Regions from separate parts of the Sus scrofa genome. Here regions 1 and 3 are each linked to region 2. A link is a contact called in public promoter capture Hi-C data. All regions are on one chromosome and are shown on one strand. The core of a region is the stretch at or near the end of the contact, and the rest is flanking DNA. Distances in the headings are between cores, read along the strand shown. Region 1 holds the start of EID3 (EP300-interacting inhibitor of differentiation 3). Region 2 holds the start of C5H12orf45 (chromosome 12 open reading frame 45 ortholog). Region 3 holds the start of C5H12orf73.

Region 1 (4,318 bases), core at 1,425-3,924, 660 kb before region 2:
CTGGTGCTGCAGTGAGCTGTGGTGTAGGTCGCAGATGGGGCTTGGATCTGGTGTGGCTGTGGCCAGCAGCTACAGCTCCGATTTGACCTTAGCCTGGGAAATTCCATATGCCACAGGTGCAGCCCTAAAAAGCAAAAAAAAAAAAAAGTGGTTCTAGCTCAGCGAGCTGTGTGAGAGAGAAAGCCTTATGGAGGAACACTGGTTTAGTACAGTAGGACCCTTGAACAAACACCTGCTATTAATAGGGTGGCTGTTTATGTATTCAGTATATATTCATAGCTACCTAGTAGTGCAAAGTGCTGAGTAAGAATATGAGTAAGACTTGGGAAGTACGGAGAGCCTGGCTCACTGGGGTAACTAGCTGTAGGTGGCTTGGCATGGCTGGAGTTAAATATACTCAGTTTTCCTTAAACATGACAAACCAAAATCTAAGTGGGACAAAGGGGAATTTGTCACTTCTTTTCAGTATTAGTCAGGATGGACTAGATGTTTCCTTTAAAAGCCTGATCACTTCCTTTACAGAATCGCCAGACTGACTAATCCATTACCTTAGGGCAGTGGCTCCCAAACTACTGCTCACTGGAATCATCCAGGGAATTTTTAAAAACTCAGATGCTCAGGTCGCACCCAATACCAATTACATCAGAACGTCCGGGGGTGGGAGCCAGGCGTCAGTATTTTTAAAGACCTCGCATGATTACAACCGGTAGCAAAGTTCAGGAGTCACTGCCCGAGGGCATAGTCCGGTTTTGCTCAGTTAAGACACGTTCTTTTGGTTCTGGTTCCAAACATTCCTTAAATTGCATTTGCTCCTTTCCTGGGTTGGGGGCGCTGTGAGCGGGAAGTGGACGTGCTGTCACCCAATTAGGAGATCCCACTTTGCTAAGCCCATCAGCCAGGCGCCAGGGCTGCACGAGGAGTGGATTTTTGCTTTGTCATTCTGACTCTGGCGGTTTGCCCGCCCATTCAGGGGAGGGCGTGGCTTCTCCGAGCCTCTGGGAACCGGCCTCCCTTTCCCTTCAGTCGTCTCCGGTCCCGCATTGCATCGGATCGCGAGGTGGTGGGGCGCGTCAGAGAGGCGCCTGCTGCCCAACAGCTCGCGTTCCTGTAAGCTTCGGGCTCACCAAAAACGGAGGAAGCCCCGGGCCTCCCGCTGCGAGAACCCCGGGCCGAGAGCATCCGCCTGCCGGTGCGTTGCGAATGCGGAGCGAGGAGAGATGTTTGAGGGCGGGTCTGAGTAGGGGTGAGGCTTTATTGAGGCGGGTGAGCGTCTTGGCCGCATTCATTGTTTCGCCGGGTGGGTGAAAGCTTAGCGTGCGTGGAGGTGAGGCCGGCCCCCTGTCGGCCGGAGGTTTCCTTCCTCTAGCTCGTCTCCGTAGAGGCAGTGGGCAGAATATCGGAGGAAATGGACTTTTGTATCATTTCTTAGTGCACGGGTGTTGAAATGCAGGTAATAAGGTGATGAATAGATTGACAGACCCTTCTCAACATTAAGAGAGTTTAAGCAAGCCTCAAGGAATTTTCACACCATTGAATCTTCAGAAATCGTGAGAGGTTGGCAGATCATGCTTTCTGTGTGTGCAAGCGGGGAGACTAAGGCTCAGACTCCCGTGACTTTCCCCAGGCCGGCAAACGAGACAACTAAGAGGAACCCGTGCTTATCTCCCTGTATCAGGCAGTACCCGCTAAGCGTTAAAGGCTTCACCACACTGCCTGGTTTGACTCCTGGCTCTGCTGTTAACTAACTCTGGTTGCTTGAATTTGGGCAAGATAGGGGGTTTTTGGTGCCTCAGTTTTCTTATCTGTGAAATGGACCTGATAGGAGCGACTTCGAAAGGGTAGTTAGATTAAGTGTTAATCTATGCAACGCATTACAGAAGCGTTTTTATCATCAAACAACTGTACTTTGGGGTGCAGGTGTGGTTTTTGTCTCATGAATGGACCTCATGTCAGTATCAATGGAGTCTATTTTTAATTCTCACTGACTGACTCATTCTCTACCTGAGTTCACTCGTTTGTAAATTTGGACCGGTTTCACCCAGCCTGTCAGGTAGGGTGTTGCTGTATTATTTCAAGGTTCTTAAAGCACCCGTAAGTGGGCAGCGTGGGCTTCATTTTACCCCATGTTTTCAAACTTCAAAGAAACATTGGAAGTTGGTTTTTGGCACTCTGTATAGATGCAGAGTTCAAAGGCAGATTGAGTTGGAAGGTGTTTTTTGAAAAGTTGAGATAACTGTGCCCTAAGCTTCCTTTTGAGGCGTTTCTGAATTCGGGACCCACTGGGGACGTGTGACGTCTATTTTAGCGAGACTTGCCCTTTCCTGGGGTCTGCCTGGCGTTTGCGGCTGGCCGCGAGGCCGTCCCGGTCCTCCCGCCCGGGACCCGACCCTTGGCCGGCCTCGGTCAAGGTCAGGCGGGGCCCGGGACGGAGGGGCGGTCGCGCGGTGGGGGGGGGGGAGTGCAGTTGGGGACGCGGAAGCCCCGCCCCCGCCGCGCACTTCCCGCCGCCGCCCGGGGCGGAAAGACTGACCGGCTTCGCTCTGCTTTTGTGCCACAGAGGACGGGCGGGGCCTCGAGAGAGCGCTCTCCGAACTGACCTCGGAAACCGACGTGCCCGTTGTGTTTGTGAAGCGGCGAAAGATAGGCGGCCATGGTCAAACCCTGAAGGTAGGTGGGCGAGCTTTACGTCTCTGTAATGCGCCTGAACGGGGAACCGGCTCTTGGGGCCGGTGGTGGTCTCAGCCCTCCTCTCCAAGCCCGGGTGACCGGGAGCGGACCTCCCACCGAGCACATCCTTAGAAATGAGAAGGACGCGCGGGGCCAGCTCACGTGTTCATCGATGTTGATGAGACATACTTTTCAGAACGGGAAGCTTGGACGAGCGGATGGACCTATTTTCAGCTTTGAAAATAGGTTTTTAAACGTCCTTTTTTTCCTCCTTGCCTTGTTCTTTCTCTCCTAGTAACTCTATAAATAACTTAAAAATTTTTAGCAGCCGTGTACCTGCCGAATGTGAGTGTTTAGAGAAGTACTGCGAAGGGTGGATCAGGAAATGCTTATCTCTGTCCGTCCCTCTCATCTTCCTCTGTAATTTTCAGGGAGGGAAACCTGGAAACCCCAGGCTCAGGGGAGAGCGACCAGCAAGCCCTTAGAGCGAGTTCCTTACCCTTCAGGGGTTGCTTTTCTAGCCTTGAGTTAACAGCTGGGTAGAAGCATAGGCGAAGAAGAAATCTTTGCTTCGGCTGGTGGCGAGGGTGGTAGTGGCAGTCCTCCCTGGGCCCACGCACGAGGTCATGGCCCACCAGACGGGAGAAAGGCTGAGAGGCTGGGTGCACGTTAGCGGGATTTGCAGCCTGGTGATAGTCCACCTCTGGTGTGGTTGGTGACCAAGTTAGAAAGCCTCATCCCATCACTGTGATACATCTGCTTTAATTGTCTTTTTGTATTGAAGTAATTTTTAAGAAATGGAAGTCATACTGGAACATTGCCTTCTTAGAATTAAGCCTGAGGCCTCAGTTAAATGTAAAAGGTGTATTTAGATGGGTGCACATTCAGGAAGCAGGTAACAGTTAACTTGCATTTTTATTTACCATGTTTTCGTTCCTCTAAAAGAATCTTACCTTTTTGAAGAATGGGTATAGGAAATGAAGAGAGACTTGGAAGACAAATAGCACATTAATGGAAAATACTTAAAGGAGCTAAAAAGACTTTTAGCTTGATGTAAAATATGTTGTATTACTCAGACCTTTAGTTTGCAAGTAAAATGAGACAAAGTTCTATCAATATTCCTTCCTGTCTGATCTCTTTTCTCCACCTGTGTCATAAACAGATGGTCATGATTTTAACACCAGTGGGAGTAAAAAGGATCACTTTATATATAAGCTTTACATCCACTTAACTGATGAGATCTGATGTTTTCATTTCTATATTATCATAGTTAATTTCAGACATTTAGTGAAGTGCAATGTCAAGATTAAAGCATACCACCAAGTTATAATTAAAATTTTAAAAAGTTATTTATCACATCTCTTTTAAGCACACTTATCACTCTCTGTATCATTTGATTTATTTTTGGATTTTAATGAGTACTAAGAAATGAAAGAAGACACAAGGTAATGAGGCTTACTGCTTTGAAACTGTTCGTGAATTTCCAGCCAGTTGTTGCCCACATTTAGGAAGAAGCGGTAGGTTCTAAAATTCTTTAGGGAACACCAGGTTTGAGTGGAGAAAGGCATTATTTAGCAGAGAATGGAGTGCTTATAGGATTAGTGTTATCATCCTAAAGTCCACACCTTAAAAAAGGTAAAGATTTCCTGCT
Region 2 (4,635 bases), core at 1,563-4,062:
TATTCACAATAGCCAAGACATGGAAATGACCTAAATGTCCATTGACAGACAATGGATTAAGATATATACACACAATGGAATATTACTTAGCCATAAAAAGATGAAATAATGCTATTTCCAGCAATATGAATGGCCTAGATATTATCATACTAAGCAAAGTAGGTTGGAAAGAGAAAGGGAAATATCATGTGAGTCTAAATGGATGTGAAATCTAAAATACGAGACAAATGAATATATCTACAAAACAGAAACAGATTCACAGACAAAGAGAACAGATTTATGGCTGCCAAGAGGGAGGGGAGTGAGGGAGGGAAAGATGGGGAGTTTGGGATTAGCAGATGCAAACTAGTATATGTAGGATGGATAAATAAGGTCCTACTGTATAGCACAAGGAACTACATTCAATATCCTGTGATATACCAGACTGGAAAATAATATGGAAAGGAATACATATATATGTATAATGGAATCACTTTGCTGTAGAGCAGAAATTAACACAATATTGTAAATCAACTATACTTCAATAACATTTATTTAAAAATCATCCTTTTTCCACTTTAACTTTATGTTTTAGGTGTCTCTTCTATCCAGCATAACGTTGGACATTGACTTTTATCCAATCTGAAAATCCTTCTTTTTTCAGATGAGTTAAGCCCTATTGCATATACAGATACGACTGAATGCTGTGCTTCAGTTTGTCATATACATTTTTTCCTAGGAAGTCTGTTTTATTTCTCTTTCTCTGTCTAATGAATTTTGGTTTTCAGAATCTTTTAATTTCATTTTATTAACTTTACTCAATACCACTCAGTCCTCTTTTATTTTGATATTGTCTTCCCACTGCGAACAATATTGTAATTAGCTAGTACCCTCTCTCTTCTCTTCTCTCCTTTACTCCCAACATCTAACTTAAAGTCTTACCCTTTTATTCCCAGTTTTTAAAAAGAAAAATTTCCTCTTCAGATATAATCTCTGATTCTCCCCATTTTTTTTTTCTTTTGTGGCTGCAGCATATGGAATTCTGATCCAGGGATCAGATCCAAGCCACAGTTTCGACCCACACCTGCGGCGCCACAAAATTCTTTAACCCCCTGTGCCAGACTGGGGAGTCAAACCTGCATCCTGGTGAGGCAGAAGTGCCACTGAACCCATTGCACCACAGTGGGAACGCCTCTCCCCATCTTAATTTTTGTCTTACATCCATATTGTCAAAACCTATGAAAATTAAATACTATTCTTTCAACCTTATTCTCACTGTTCCTCCTCAATTCTACTGTAAAATGTTTACCAACAAAACTTGAATTGGATTTCTCCAATTATTTTCTGAATCATATCCTTTACTAAATTCCTCAAGAAGGCTATGGGAACAATATTTCCCAAGTTTTTGCATGTTCATAATGGTTTCTGTCTCTAAAACATGATCATATATCTGACAAGAATATATAAATAACTCATACAACTCAAACTCACCAACAAAACAACCTGAATTAAAATGGGCAATGGATGTGAATATACATTTCTCCCAAGTAGATGTACAAATGACCATTGAACACATGAAAAGATGTTCAACATTACCAATCGTTACAAAAATGCAAATCAAAACTACACTGAATTACCACCCAGGACCAACTAGGATGGCCGCTAATAAAAAAAAGAAATAATGAATGGAAAAAGCATTGGTGAGGATGTGGAGAAACTGGAACCCTTATGCCCTACTGGTGGGAATGTAAGATAATGCAGCTTCTATGGAAACCAGTACAAAGGTTCTTAAAAAGTTAAAAATAGAATTACCAAGTGTTCCCCTCTGTTGTGGCACAGTGGGTTAAGAATCTGACTACAGCAGCTCAGGTTGCTAGAAAAGCATGGGGTCAATCCCTGAAAGGCACAGTGGGTGAAAGAATTCTGGCCTTGCCTCAGCTACTGCTCAGGTTGTAGCTGAGGGCTGGATTCAGTCCCTGGCCCAGGAAATTCCATATGCCACACTGTGGCCGTAAAAACAAACAAAAAAATTTCCACATGGTCGGCTATCACACTTCTGGGTATAAATCCAAAATAATTGAAAGCAGTATCAATATTTGCATAGCTATGTTCACTGCAACATTATTCCCAATATCCAAGGGGAAGCAACCCAAATGTCGATCAAGGAATGCATAGGTAAAGCAAATGTGGTACATGCATGGAACAGAATATCACTCAGCCTTAAAAAAGAAGGGAATCATGTGGTACATGGGTAAGGTTTGAGTACATTGTACTAATAAGTGAAACGTAACAGTTGCAAAAAGATAAATACTGTATGATTCCAATTATATGAAATATCTGAAGTAATTAAATTCATATAAACAGAAATTAGAACGGTGATTGCCAGGGGTTGGAAGCAAGGGGGTGGGGGTTGCTCAATGGACAGAGAATTTCAGTTTTGTAAGATGAAAAGAATTCCAGAGATTTGTCATATAACAACATACAATTAATACTTCTGAATTGTACTTGGTAAATACATTTTAAGATCGTACATTTTATGTTGTGTGTTTTTCTAACCACAATTAAAAAAAAAAAAAAAAACTAAAAAAAAAAAAATGAAGAGGGGTTTGGCCTCCTGGTGCGGCACTTCACGTTCGGATTGGTTTAGCTAAAATCCAGCCTGGCCAGTTCTTTCGTCCAATTACAGGGTCTGTAGAGCCTCCGCCTTCCTTTACCCCTGACAGGAATGGCCTCCTGGCTCTGATAGGTGTCGCCCTCGCCGTTGGGCCGTCCTCGCCCCGCCTTTAGCCCCGCCCCCTCCAATTATCCGCCAATCGGAGTCCTGGCTCCGCCCCTCGCCCTAGCCTATTTCCTGCATCCGGTCCTGGATGGGCTGGCTCTGACAACTGGTGAGCAGCATGGAGGTTCAGTCGGAATCCCAGTCTGGCCCGACCTGTTCGTCGTCCTCCCAGAACCACTCTGGGGTCTCGGTGTCCAAGGAGCTGCTGACGGCGGGGAGCGGCGACCAAGGAGGTGAGGGGCGGGCGGCGGCGGCGGCGGCGGCAGTGGCAGTGGAGGCTTGGGTCGCTCACATGTGGCGGGGGGCGGGGAGTGAGAGCCGACCGGGGCCAGTTGGCGGCTCCCTATCCAGGCCCGGCACCTGACAGGGATCCCCGAAAGTGGCCTCAGGACTCCAGAGTGCCCCACCCACCGCGGGGGTCGGGGCTCAAGGATGGTCCAGGTGTTCCGCACGGTGGTGAGTGCCCACTGCCGAGCGCTGTAGCAAAACATCGCCCCTAAAGGGGCGGCCTTAGGGTCGGTCCTGTGTCCCAAGAGGTGGCTGGTAGGGGGAGCAGAGGAGTATAATGCATTAACCACCCTCTCTCTGTAAATGCTCACAGAGCCACCGTTAGTGCCGCTTTCTTGTAGAGTCTGGTGGGTCCAGGAAATCCACATAGGATTTCAGACAACATAATAGAAAATTAAAAAGCAAGACACCAACCCCAGCTCCATGAGTAATTAGCTGTGAAAGTTCAGGAGAGTTGTTTACATTCTCAATACCCCGGGGTTTTTACATTTGGAAAATGGAGGTAGTAGTACCTGTAAAACTTTTTTTGAAAAGAATGTACCTAAGGTCTCGGCCGTATTGTTTAAATATTACCTTGAAGAAACGATGCTGTGAGAACCCAGAACATCCAAAGTTAAAGTAATACATAAGCTTTAGTAGTGCCTACTATGCCCCAGGAATTGACTCACAAATCCAATCTTCTGCAGTTGCCCTGTGTAAAAGTTCTGTTAGTGCTATTTTATAGATGAGGAAACTGAGTCCTGGTGTCATACAAATAAGTAACTTGCTGGAGATCATGTGACCAGGAAGTGGCAAAGCTGGGATTTGGATCCAGTCATTGTGGCCCCAGGGTCCATGCTCTTTACACTAATCCAGTTGCTAGGCCTAAGGTAGTTGTTTAGGGAATATGAAGCTGAGGGTGAACAGAATTTTTATATCAGAGTGAAGAGATTTTCCAGGTGTTGGAAACCAGGTACACAAAGCCTTGGGTTTTGAAAGACAAGTCTTATTCTCTGAGCTCTAATGGACAGAAGAGAGGGTTGATTTGAGGAATTTTGAATCAGAGTAAATAGGTGGAGTTGAGTGGGGAGAGAGAGCATTTCTCCAAAGGGTTTTTTGTCTAGGTTGGACATCATTACCGAAAGGGAACTAACCAGGCAGGTGTGTTTTATATGAAGAAACAAATGCTCAAAGAGCTTAAGTAATTTTCCCAATAAAATGCAGATGGTAAAGCCTCATTTAACTGTGATTGTACTTTGTACTGCTTCCTGAGTTCTGTCATGGCCAACCTGCATTTGTGGCGGATGGGTTTCTGACCCAGAAAGATGCATTTTGGGTGCATGTATTACTTGGCATTGGTGACACAGATGTATGAGACAGGTTTAAGAAAGGGGAGATCGATATGTGTAAAGAAGTAAAATGTTGTATTAGAACTTGGAGAGCTTCTTGGGGTTTTTTTGTTTGTTTGTTTTTTGTCTTTTTGCCATTTCTTGGGCCGCTCTCACGGCATATGGAGGTTCCCAGGCTAGGGATCCAATCAGAGCTGTAGCCACCGGCCTTTGCCAGAGCCACAGCAATGCAGGATCCGAGCCACGTCTGCAGCCTACACC
Region 3 (4,526 bases), core at 1,304-3,803, 930 kb before region 2:
AGACTTCTCCTTAATTCTTACAACCCTATGAAAATGTCCCACATTGTACGAGGCTGTCAAAAAATGTGTTAAATGGGAGTTCCCTGGTGGCTCAGCAGGTTCAGGATCCAATGCTGTCACTGCTGCGGCTCAGGTTCAGTCCTTGGTCCAGGAACTTCCACATGCCATAGGTGTGGCCATTAAAAAATAATTCACTAAAATTAGAAACCAACAAGTGGTTGGTTTTCTGTGTTACCTGACCAGAGTCCAGGCAGAAATGCCTACTCCCTACATTGTGATCCAAACCACTGCATTCACACCCACAACATAACACTGAGCATACTCTTTTTTTTTTTTTTTATATATATATACTTGATTTTTTTATTTTTTATTTTTATTTTTTTTTGTCTTTTCGCTATTTCTTTGGGCCGCTTCCGCGGCATATGGAGGTTCCCAGGCTAGGGGTCCAATCGGAGCTGTAGCCACTGGCCTACGCCAGAGCCACAGCAACTCGGGATCCGAGCCGCGTCTGCGACCTACACCACAGCTCACGGCAACGCCGTATCGTTAACCCACTGAGCAAGGGCAGGGACCGAACCCGCAACCTCATGGCTCCTAGTCGGATTCGTTAACCACTGCGCCACGACGGGAACTCCTGAGCATACTCTTGTAATTATTTGCACTGTATGTTGTCACCTCCACCTCCCCAGGACCATAACTCCTCAAAAGTACCTCTAATTCCCAGTTCTAATTCAGAGAAGTCTTAATAAAATGAAATTCCTCTCTTGGAGGAGTTCCTATTGTGGCTCAGTGGTTAACAAACCCAGCTAGCATCCATGAGGTTGCAGGTTCAATCCCTGGCCTCACTCAGTGGGTTAAGGATCCTGCATTGCGGTGAGCTGTGGTGTAGGTCGCAGATGCAGCTTGGATCCCAAGTTGCTGTCGCTATAGCATAGGCTGGCAGCTACAGGTCTTATTCAACCCTTAGCCTAGGAACCTCCATATGCCACAGGTGGGGCTCTAAAAATGAAATGATATGAAATGAAATGAAACGAAATGAAATAATAAAATAGAATAAAAATAAAATAATAAATTCCTCTCTCTTGGAGTTCCCATCGTGGCTCAGCGGAAGTGAATCCGACTAGTATCCTTGGCCTTGCTCAATGGGTTAAGGATCCAGCGTTAGTGTGATCTGTGTAGGTCGAAGACAGGGCTGGGATCCTGTGTTGTTGTGGCTCTGGTGTAGGTGGGCAGCTACAGCTCCAGTTTGGCCCCTAGCCTGGGGATATCCACATGCTGCGGGTATGGGCCCAAAAAGACAAAAATAAATAAATTCCTCTCTCCTTTGAATGCCCATATTCACTCCTTCAGTCAACAAATATTTATTGAGCATCTACTACATTCTAAGCTCTTTTCTAGGTGACTGAAATACAAGAGTGAACTAGACAGGCACAGTCCCTCCCTGGAGACTTCATTTTAGCAGAGGAAACAAAGAGGAAGTAAAAAGACAGGAATAAAATAATTACAAATCACGACATGTGTTCTATGGAAACCAAGGCCTTGTATAGAACAGCAGAGGAAGAATCCTTTAGGAGCTGTCCAAAGGACCTTCATTGCTAGAGGAGATAATTCGAGTGGAGACTTGAAATTTTGAAGAAAACCAAGCCAAGATCTGGGAGAAAAGCATTCCAAGAAGCATGACCTTGAGGGAACAGGCTTGATGAGTCTGAGAAACAGGAAGAAGAAACGGTGTGGCTGCAACACAGGGGAAAGGGGCAAATGGTGTAAAATAAGGCCAGTGGCAGGCAGGTGCCAGACGGCGTAAAACCCGAAGACTGTGTAAGAGCAGGCCAGCATGGCTCTAAAGGCAATAGGATGACACCATACGGTTTTAGAACCCGGACAGACGTGCTCCTAATTTCAAGATCACTTCTGCTGCTGTGAGAATGGAGTAGTCCAGGAGTGAGGCGCGAGGACCCTCCCGCACTCACCAGGTCCGGCCGGTAGTACCTGTGCACCACCTCCGCGCCGGCGCACATGGCCAGGAGACTGGCGGCGAACATTTTCAGGTAGGACGTCCAGGACACGCCCGCAGGCATGGTCGGCGGGCTGGACGGGGAGGGAAAGCGGACGGTGTTAGAAAGTTCCCAGGTCCCGACCAAGCTGTGAGGGGAAACGAGTCCCTCTGCAGCGCAGGGGCGGAGTCAGAGCACCTGGGTCCTCAATTATGAGAGGAGGGCAGTGAGCGCACGAACGCCCTCTGGAGGCGGAAGACCAGCCTTCGGTGGGTTCTTAGTGTTGGGGCCGGGCCTTCAGAGTTTACAGGCAGCGCCAGCGGAGCGAAAGGAAGGCAGCGTCGGGCGGTTTACCGCGCCGCGAAAGCTCCGAGAGATGAGGGAGTGCACACCTCACTACCTGGCCTATAGGGTCGCTCCAGGGGAGACTGTACCGCGAGCTGCACAGGCCGTCGGCAGCGTGTCGAGGGCGGCGCAAGGGCGTTCGGGAGCCCGAGCAGGCGGGCCGGACCCAAAGTGCAGGGGATGCGGCCCTCCCCGGACCGGAAAGCCGGGTTGCTGCCGGCGCGGGCACGTGACCCAGGCGGAAGTGAGGCTTTTGGCCAGAGCCAGTGTCTTTTTTTGGCGGGGCGGGCGGGGGGGGCGTCTTTTTGCCTTTTCTAGGGCCACTTCCCGTGGCACATGGAGGTTCCCGGGCTAGGGGTCTAATTGGAGTTGTAGCCCCCGGCCTACGCCAGAGCCACAGCAACACGGGATCTGAGCCACGTCTGTGACCTACACCACAGTTCAGGGCAACGCCGCATCCTTAAACCGATGAGCAAGGCCAGGGATCGAACCCTCAACCTCATGGTTCTTAGTCGGATTCGTTAACCACTGCGCCACGACGGGAACTCCCTTTTCTCTCTCTCTCTCTTTTTTTTTTTTTTTTTTTTAAACCAATTCCCAGACTTTTCCTGGCTCTCGGCGCCCTCATCATTCTCCCTCTAGTTAGATTTTTCCTGCAGATGTCTAGTCTCCAGCTCGACTCTGGCTGGATCCTTGCATTATTTCGGCTTTCGCACGCACAGAAAAGGTTGCTCATGTTTAGTACATTTTAGGAGCAGGTGGAGGTTCGCTCACTGAGCTGTGCACGCTTAGGTGAGGTCACCCTACAGTGAGTGAAAGTTAAAAGCTCTCGCTGTCCTTGTCCTGGACAAGTCCTTTGATACCTAAAACAGAGCCAACACAGGCAGCTATGACTTTGTGCTATATTGCTACTGGAGAAGAGGAGGAATGAAATCTACATTATTTAATACATGCTTGTTTAAGATTGTGCGATAGACTGCTTTTTGTTAAGCAAAAGGTTAATTACAAGACAATTCTGAAGGATTAATCTTGGCGTTCCCGTCGTGGCGCAGTGGTTAACGAATCTGACTAGGAACCATGAGGTTGCAGGTTCAACCCCTGGCCTTGCTCAGTGGGTTAAGGATCTGGCGTTGCCGTGAGCTGTGGTGTAGGTTGCAGACGCGGCTCGGATCCCGCGTTGCTGTGGCTCTGGCGTTGGCCGTTGGCTACAACTCCAATTACACTCCTAGCCCGGGAATCTCCATACGCTGCGGGAGCGGCCCTAGAAAAGGCAAAAAGACAAAAAAAAAGAATCTTGTATGTATAATATGCATCATGATACACTCACATTTTTAGAACTATTTTTATGGCAGCATATATGACATTCAGTAAACTGCACATATTTAAAGTATACAATTTAGGAGTTCCCTTCGTGGGGCAGCGGAAACGAGTCGGACTAGGAACCATGAGGCTGTGGGTTCCATCCCTGGCCTCGCTCAGTGGGTTAAGGATCCAGCGTTGCAGTGAGCTGTGGTGTAGGTTGCAGACATGGCTGGCATCTGGCGTTGCTGAGGTTGTGAAGTAGGCCGGCAGCTGCAGATTAGACCCCAAGCCTGGGAACTTCCCTATGCTGCAGGTATGGCCCTAAAAAGACAAAATACAAAAATAAAATAAAATTTTAAAATAATAAAATAAATAAAGTATACAACTTAATGAGCTTTGACATATTTGAACACCTGTGAAACCATTACTACAATCAATATTATGGGAGTTCCCTAGTGGTGCAGCAGGTTAAGGACCCTGCCAATCTCACTGCAGGGGCTGGGGACACTGCCCTGGCCTGGGAACTTCTGGGGGTGGGGGTGGGGAGGCTGCTTTAAAAAAAAAAATGAACACATTCATCAAACCTAAAAATTACTTTGCTGCCTCTTGCTAATTCCTCCCACACAGCCCCATTCCCTAGGCAACCACTGATCTTATTTTCTGTCACTACAGATTACTTTGCATTTCCCAGAATGTTAAAGAAATGGAATCATACAGTATGTACTATTTTCAGCCTAGTTTATTTCTTTTAGAACAGTTCTTTTGAGATTCATCCATATTGTTGCATGTATCAGTTCACTCCTTTGTATTGCTGAGTATGTTTATACCACACAGCTGGCTTAGCCACTCACCTTTGGGGGACATTTTGGTTGTTTCCAGTTTTTG

Evidence for each region. Promoter capture Hi-C pulls out the DNA fragments that hold promoters and counts their contacts.
Region 1: a promoter capture Hi-C map of liver shows a contact between it and region 2, with 5 times the contacts expected there. The contact joins the promoter of EID3 here to the promoter of C5H12orf45 in region 2. A contact is called at or near these places in 1 of 5 promoter capture datasets (liver) and 1 of 2 datasets of contacts at active chromatin or transcription factors (alveolar macrophages).
Region 3: a contact with region 2 is called in a promoter capture Hi-C map of fetal liver, with 4 times the contacts expected there. The contact joins the promoter of C5H12orf73 here to the promoter of C5H12orf45 in region 2. A contact is called at or near these places in 2 of 5 promoter capture datasets (fetal liver and liver) and 1 of 2 datasets of contacts at active chromatin or transcription factors (skeletal muscle).

Annotation. Positions count from the first base shown.
Region 1 is chr5:80,232,923-80,237,240 of Sscrofa11.1, reverse strand. It overlaps EID3 (EP300-interacting inhibitor of differentiation 3), which reads left to right and starts at 2,674. Exons shown (of 1, transcript XM_021092633.1): 1 at 2,674-4,318.
Region 2 is chr5:79,574,175-79,578,809 of Sscrofa11.1, reverse strand. It overlaps C5H12orf45 (chromosome 12 open reading frame 45 ortholog), which reads left to right and starts at 2,812. Exons shown (of 4, transcript NM_001244659.1): 1 at 2,812-2,991. The coding sequence starts at 2,877.
Region 3 is chr5:80,502,267-80,506,792 of Sscrofa11.1, reverse strand. C5H12orf73 reads right to left here and starts at 2,553. Exons shown (of 4, transcript XR_002344189.1): 1 at 2,395-2,553; 2 at 1,971-2,088.